2 separate regions of the Mus musculus genome follow, and region 2 is linked to region 1. The links are chromatin contacts, called in public HiChIP or PLAC-seq maps. All regions are on one chromosome and are shown on one strand. The core of a region is the stretch at or near the end of the contact, and the rest is flanking DNA. Distances in the headings are between cores, read along the strand shown.

Region 1 (3,432 bases), core at 712-3,211:
GCCTGGTTTATGCAGAGCCAGCTATTGAATCCAGGGCTTTGAGAACGTTCGGGAAGCACTCTACCAACTTGTAGAGAGAATATCTTATGCCTGTATGCATGTGGCACCGTCAACAGTAAAGCTGCATGCCTATGGCGTAGGCAGGAAATAGGAGGTGGAACACCTGAGAGGCAGAAAGGGTTCTGGGATAGTGCCAAGTGTGTCAGATTCACCCAGGAAGATGCGACAGAGTTCAGACACATGGTGCTTGAGCACAGGTAACCCGCTATGTGGCAGAATGTAGATTAGAATAAATGGGTTATTTTAAATCATGACCTAGTCAGAGAAGAGCCTAGCTGTATGGCCAAGATATTTGTAAATATATTTTAAGTCAGAGTCTTATTTCTGGGAGCATGGGGCTGGGAGGAAGACCCACCTAACTTTTATTACAACAGAGCCGCACCCTTAGCCCCTCAATGCTCACCTCTACTAAGGCAAGACCCAAACTTCAGAGAGTTCAGAGTTCCCACTGAGCACTGGCATGTCACTTTTTCTCATTCCTCACTGTGTTCTGTGTTTAGACACTCTCCTGGGCCAGGCTTCTTTCTGCACTTGGTTGTAAGAAAAAGGGCTTTATTTTCCTTTCAAAATAGTCGACAGAGGCCTGCTGGAAGTGAGGAATATGACTAAGTGATTTCTTAAAGTCCTTTCCAGCCAGTGATTCATCAGACACAGAATTTTAACTTGGACTGGTCTACTGGTATTCTGAGCCAAATGTCTCATTTCTGCAAATGAGGAGAGTGAGGTCTGTAGAGGTCAAGAGTTGTGGGGGGCTGCCTGCTACAGTGGAAAGAATATGGGACTTGACGTTTACAGAGGTCTGAGTTTGAGACCAAATACCAACAGTGACTTGCTGTGTGACCTTGAAAACATCAATAACCCCCGTACCTTACTCCAGTTTCCACAACTGTACAGTAGAGATAACGCCACCTTCTCTGTTTGCTGTCTAGTGTCAGCCTAAGGACACTACATCTAAGAACAGGATAAAACATAGTTCAAACCTGCCCCCTATGTTAAAATTTTAATGTAATCTGTCCAAGGTTACTTGGTGGCAAACAGAATCAGCATCTTCAGTTCCAGTGTCACTTAATTCTCATCATCCAGTATGTCTCCTCAATGTTTTTCCCATAAGCCATCATGCTAATCCGATCTCCATGTGCTTTCTTTTAAGCTGCTTACTGCACATAGGCCCCAACTGTAGGACTCCAGATTGGCTTAGCCAGACTGCAGAGCACCAAGTTGTTAGAGACATCTCAAGCAGCCTTCCATTATCTTGTAGTGATGGCTCTCAGATGCCAAGCTCATGATGGCCAGCCGATGGGTTGAGTTCCCAAGTGAGCTTTCTAGGTAGCTTAGCTTCTTCAACCAGATTCATAACATCAAGCCGGAACATGAGCGCTGTCTTCTGATTAGCACTGAGTGGACTACCAGGTTCGAGCACATACTTTGGATTAAAACAGAATGGATGTAACCAGCAGAATGAAGTAATACCAGGCATTCATACTGGAGAGAGATTTGGGAACTTGCTCGGTGGTGATAGCTGGTTGACAGCACCAATCTGCGATAGCTTGCTTAGAAGGGGGTGGTAGATTGATCTCACAAATGAAACATGGGTCCAAGGTTATGTGTTTCCAAGGACCACTAATGAGAAGAGGTCACTGGTCTCTGAGCTCATTCACCATTATTTGTGAATTAGGAAAGATTACATGTTTCGTTTGGCTCCACTATTAATCACAGGGTATACTGAATCCTCAGGAGGCTGACCCAAATCATTTCTTCCACTTATCAAGTAACATGTACCTCCACAAAGACATTCTGTGACCTTCTGTTCAACCTGCCTTTGCTTCTTGTGTAACTGATTCTCCTCCAGACTTAGTATTGGAGATCCTTCTTCCATATATTGGGAAGAGTGGGACTGCTTCTTTAACAATGAGCCAACGAGTGCAGCCAGCAGATTCACGTTCCCCTGTCCTTTTGAGCATGAAAAAGTTTAACAATTTCCAGAAATAAGGGGAAGGTCAAGCTTACAATCAATAGGGAATATTGCCTTTTGCCATGAGCCAGAAAAAAAGAAAAAAAGAAAAAAAAAACCTGAGGTGGGGGAGGGGCCACCTTGAGCCAGTTCAGGCAACAATTTCTATGTTAAAAAAGAAGTTGAAGTTGGAGCCATGTGGTCTCCAAAGTAGTAAAATATATTTTCTTACCCTACACTTCATGTGCCCATAACCTTCCTTTTAAATCATCTCTAACCAGCCTCAAATCACTCTGACCGCAAATCATTTGGTGGCTTTGGTCTCCAGGCAATGGAATGTGCTGGAGCAGACAGGGAGTCGGGGAGTAGCTACCAAGTGCGCTCTGAGGGAGCTCCCACCCCCACCCACCCTAGCCCCTACCCCCCAGGCGTATGGACCTCAGCAAGAGCCTTAAACGTTCTACACTGAGATAGCACATGACATCATAGCGCAATCATTCCAGAAACACACACACACACACACACACACACACACACACACACTCACACAAAACTGCAAGGGTTGCAGAACAGCAAACGCAATATGACACAAACCACAGAGGGCAGATGGAGCCCAAGAACAGTTTTCCTTATGAAAACATTCACAAATACCACAGGCAGACTGGCAGAGGCAGGTTTAATTACATTCACAGAAACTCATTGTGTCCATCAGCACCGCCAACTTCAGGGCTGACCAACGAATGGGAGGTCACTCACTGAGGCTGTCCTGGAAATGGGACAGCCAGGAGAGCCTGAAGTTCTATGTCCAGGTGTCTTAATGAGCACGTGAGGAGTAGAGTGGACCCAACTGTAGCAAATGCTCAATAGCCCTTGACGAGAATTCTAAGGGACCCAGAGCTTTGTAGTAACCTGTCTTTAAATGTATAACTGAGGAGTTAAGAACAGCCCAAGGTGTGAGAAATCAATTATTCAATTCATGATTAATTTACGAGACACTTAGCTAAGCTGTCCCAGGCACAAATAAAGCTCTTGCGACTGCCATCTGCTGTCACATCAGAAGAGCCGGCCGTGTGTGCTGCAAGTGCAACTGGATCTTTGCTTATTTTTATTTATTTATTTAAAGGAGCTTTCAAAGCGTTAAGTATACAGTCTTTGGAGGGATGGTGAATGCATGAGCGAGCGAGCCTGTAGGCACCTCTGGGAAACAAAGTTTAACATACACTGGCTAAGTATGATTAAGGCTTGAGAGGGAAACATGTTCCAAATAAAAGTGCTATTTTAGTGTACCTAGCTATCGTTTTACTGTTTTACAGCTGTTGCTAAAGTGAGCATTTTCAAGGAGGCTCTGCAGAACTTCTAGGAGACAAGAAGGATATGTTTAAATGGCCCCCCGAGAACTTTCTAATTTTAGCCCTACAGAA
Region 2 (3,531 bases), core at 288-2,787, 92 kb after region 1:
TCCCCAGGTTCATTGGATTCTAAGTAACAAGAAGGCCACATGGTTGCATAGACCTTGAAGAGAGTGTCTGTGTTATTGACCACTGTTTTCTTTCAAGTCTAAGTTTCACTGGAAGGAACTGCACTCATTAGCAGGGAGACAGTCTTTGACAGGAGGAATTCTGAGACCAACTACTCCTCCCACAAGCAGTCAACAGCTTGGAATAATTCTGCCTTTCTATGAGTTAGAAAGTTGGGGGATAGAGAGAAGAGAGGGGGGAGGGAGAGGGAGAGAGGCAGGCAGGGGTATGAAGGGAGGGGAGAAATGAGCAGTAACACCCGATAAAAGCTTCACCACTTGCCTGCTAATCTGATAACACCATGATGCAAAATAGGCCTTTATCACCCCAGCATTGCCATGGCTTGCTTATGAAATTCTCAAACATTTGCTGAAGGCTTTGTCTCCAGCTGTTGGATCCCATCACTGACTGAATCATTAGTACTCTGTCCTAATGTGCGGATTAACCCCTTGATAGATTCCAAATCCTATGGTGTCATTACGAAGTACAGCTGAATTGGAGAATGTTCCAGAAGGGTTTATCATGTACCTCCGGCTTCTTGCCTGTCTCTGCGTTCTATCCACTAGGCAGTGAGCATCTCTGTTTGTCTCAGTCTTCTCTGCCTTGCCACCCGGCCTCACCACAGGCTTGAAACAAGGGAGCTAGTGGGGCATGAACAGAAACCACTGACAATGTCGGCCTGGGCTCCTTTTAAAAACGGTTTCTCAGAATGTTGGTCACAGTGTTGAAAAACACAACCAGCAAGCGAGTTTTTCTTCCTATCCGTTCAAAGCTCTGCTGGTTCAGGGAAGGCCTCTGATGGACTTTGGTTCAGTGAGAGAATGTTTAATAACCTGAAGGCTTTCTCGGGCAGAATGGAGTTCACTTCCCATCACCCGGTGTTAGCGGGTGACTTCTTAATGGGTAAAATAAGAAGCTGGAAAGAGAAAGAAGTAAGAAAGGGTGAGATGGCTCAGTGGGTAAGAGCACCCGACTGCTCTTCCGAAGGTCAGGAGTTCAAATCCCAGCAACCACATGGTGGCTCACAACCATCCGTAACAAGATCTGACTCCCTCTTCTGGAGTGTCTGAAGACAGCTACAGTGTACTTACATATAATAAATAAATAAATCTTTAAAAAAAAAAAAAAAAAAAAAGAATACTGAGTTTAATACCTCATCTTAAACTTAAACATAGATGCCCTCATTTTAAAAAAAAAAAAAAGAAAGAAGTAAGAAAGACAAACAAACAAAACAACACACACTCAAACATACCTTCTGCCTAAAAAAAAAAAAAAAAAGAAGTCAAAACATGAAGCCATCGATCCTAATTTCAAGTTGTTCTCATCTTACCAGCCAGAACTCTCGCTAACTGAAATAGAATTGTCACCCGCTGGACACAGCCTTTCCCTCTGAAAGAAAGCCAGTATCAGGATGAAGACATAATTAGGGCAGTCCCCAGGGACCTGAGGAGTAAGTATCCATTGGACAGTCTTATGTTTCAGAAGCAGAAGGAAGAAAATGACCGCAGCAGCAGCAGCAGACACAGATCAAACTTAATCACCCCTCACACAAAGGGAAAGCCTTCCTGATCCTTTAAGCTCGATTGCAGTTTATCTCTGCCTGGGAATGTGAAAAGCTGAGAAGGAATCCGATGGCAGCAGGCTGGGGTCAGGGACCATACAAGGCCTTCATGGAAACAGACTAAAGCACCAGCCAGGGGGAACAGACTAAAACATTTTGCCAGGGCAAAGCTGTGGACTGGTCCTGTCCCCACCGAAGACCAGCAATGACATGTTGGTATAACAGGTAACAATTAGTGACTTTAAAGGATTTTTTTTTCTTTTTTCAGTTTTATTTGAGGAGTGAGGAAGGGAGGGAAGCATGGAAAAAAGGAAGGTGGGAGGAAGGGAGGAGGGAGAGAGACTGGGGAGAATGTGTGCTTGTGTGCATGAAGAGACCAGAAGAAGATGCCTGATTCTCTGAAGCTGTGAGACAGCAGCCAGGGGCCTGGGAACCAAACGCTGGTCCTGTGCAAAAGCAGCGAGTGCCCCACACCGAGCCATCATCTCCCCAGCCCCTGGATCTAAGGATCCTGAACTATAACGTGACTAGTTCCCTTCAGGTGAAGTGGGCCCAATCTGCCTGTAGGCTGCTGTGCTGGAAGAATCAACAGAATCGATGGAGGTCATTTTGATTTTGAGGCTGGTTGTTTTAGGGGAAATTAGCTACAATTAATTAATTAGATGAAATTTATTAGATGAAAAGTGAGCCTTACGGGAGAGCGTGGGTTTAGTTGTGTGTGCTGCCTGGACAATGATCTACACAGCCCCTCTCCAAGGAAAACAGGAAAGGAAACGAAACCTGATTTCACCTGCAACACAGAAAGACTTGATTTATTGGGCCTCAGACTGCACCGTTTCCCACCCTAACACATTGGGAGTGTTATTTCTATTTCCTGGGTCCATTTTCCTCCATTGCTGTGAGGATTACGGAAAATAGTGCATGATGCTAAAAAAATTCCGCACATAGCATGTACTCAGGTGGATTTATTTTTAAATGTCAAATTACGAATCTATACTTAACTTTATTATATGTTATAAATTTACCCAAATCTGTGAAAGGCCGTTTTCTGCAGGTCAACAGATCCATTTTTTCTCAGGGGAGGGCTGGGGACAGGTTAAAATTCAGGTTGATGTGAGCATGAGGTTATGGGCTTGGAAGATGGCTTCCAAGACAGGGAAGGAAGTTCACTGTGGAGAAGATTTCCCCCCAAAGACCTGGGTTTATTGTAATGTATTCCCAGTGTAATTTGAAATTCAATTAAAAACCCCTAAGATTTATTATGTGTCCAAGCTTGTGTGGCTGCTGGCCTTCTGGAAACTGAAAAGGGGATGCTATGGAATGGGCGCAGGACATTTGAACAAAGAAGAATGTAGGGTTAAAGTCAATTCCATAACTTTATTTAATTTTAAGGCAAATTTAGTCTGAACTTGCATCACCATGGCCTTCAAATTTACATTCGGATATTTATTTAGAGATCTGTGTGTGTTCAAACAGACACCATAGGGCATGAGAAATCAGAGGACAACTTGCAGGAGCTTGCTCTATCCTGTCATCATGTAGAGCTGGAGGATTGAACTCAGGTCCTCACGCTTGGTGGCAGGCACCCTCCTCCACTGAGCCATCTCACCAGGCTTCACCTTTTTATTTTTTTTCTAGCAAGAGATTTGAAACATTTCACTATGCTTCAGCTAAAACCAAAAGCAATGGCTAACTTCCCTAGGATAACTGACCAAATATGTATTTTTCCAACCTTGAGGAATGTGGACAATCATACACAATGTAAAGAATTACTTCCATTTTACTTCAGCTCATTCTTTTGTTTATTTTTGTTGTTGTTGTTATTTTTGTTTTCCCTTTAACTTGAATACACTACTTAACCACCAGTAAGTATTTAGTTATGGTGCCTATATATTAAAACAATTTAAATAAA

The links. HiChIP or PLAC-seq counts read pairs in DNA pulled down with a chosen protein or histone mark.
Region 2: an H3K4me3 HiChIP or PLAC-seq map of embryonic limb bud shows a contact between it and region 1, with 2.3 times the contacts expected there. The contact joins two enhancer-like sites. A contact is called at or near these places in 2 of 39 promoter capture datasets (cranial neural crest and liver), 4 of 484 Hi-C or Micro-C datasets (bone marrow-derived macrophages, embryonic stem cells, nephron progenitors and 1 more), 4 of 115 datasets of contacts at active chromatin or transcription factors (embryonic limb bud, embryonic stem cells, extraembryonic endoderm stem cells and 1 more) and 2 of 9 other capture datasets (adipose tissue and pancreatic islet).

The regions. Positions count from the first base shown.
Region 1 is chr8:61,754,695-61,758,126 of GRCm38.p6, forward strand. The region is part of intron 2 of Palld (palladin, cytoskeletal associated protein); the gene reads right to left. Among named protein-coding and RNA genes, the nearest start is that of Gm51576, 71 kb to the left of the region's middle. Within about 2 kb of position 1,962, at least 35 of the 459 cell types and tissues checked have an H3K27ac peak or open chromatin away from gene starts, as enhancers often do. A contact at or near this core is called in heart atrium, where this site is marked.
Region 2 is chr8:61,847,249-61,850,779 of GRCm38.p6, forward strand. The region is part of intron 2 of Palld (palladin, cytoskeletal associated protein); the gene reads right to left. Among named protein-coding and RNA genes, the nearest start is that of Palld, 54 kb to the right of the region's middle. Within about 2 kb of position 1,538, at least 16 of the 459 cell types and tissues checked have an H3K27ac peak or open chromatin away from gene starts, as enhancers often do. A contact at or near this core is called in heart atrium, where this site is marked.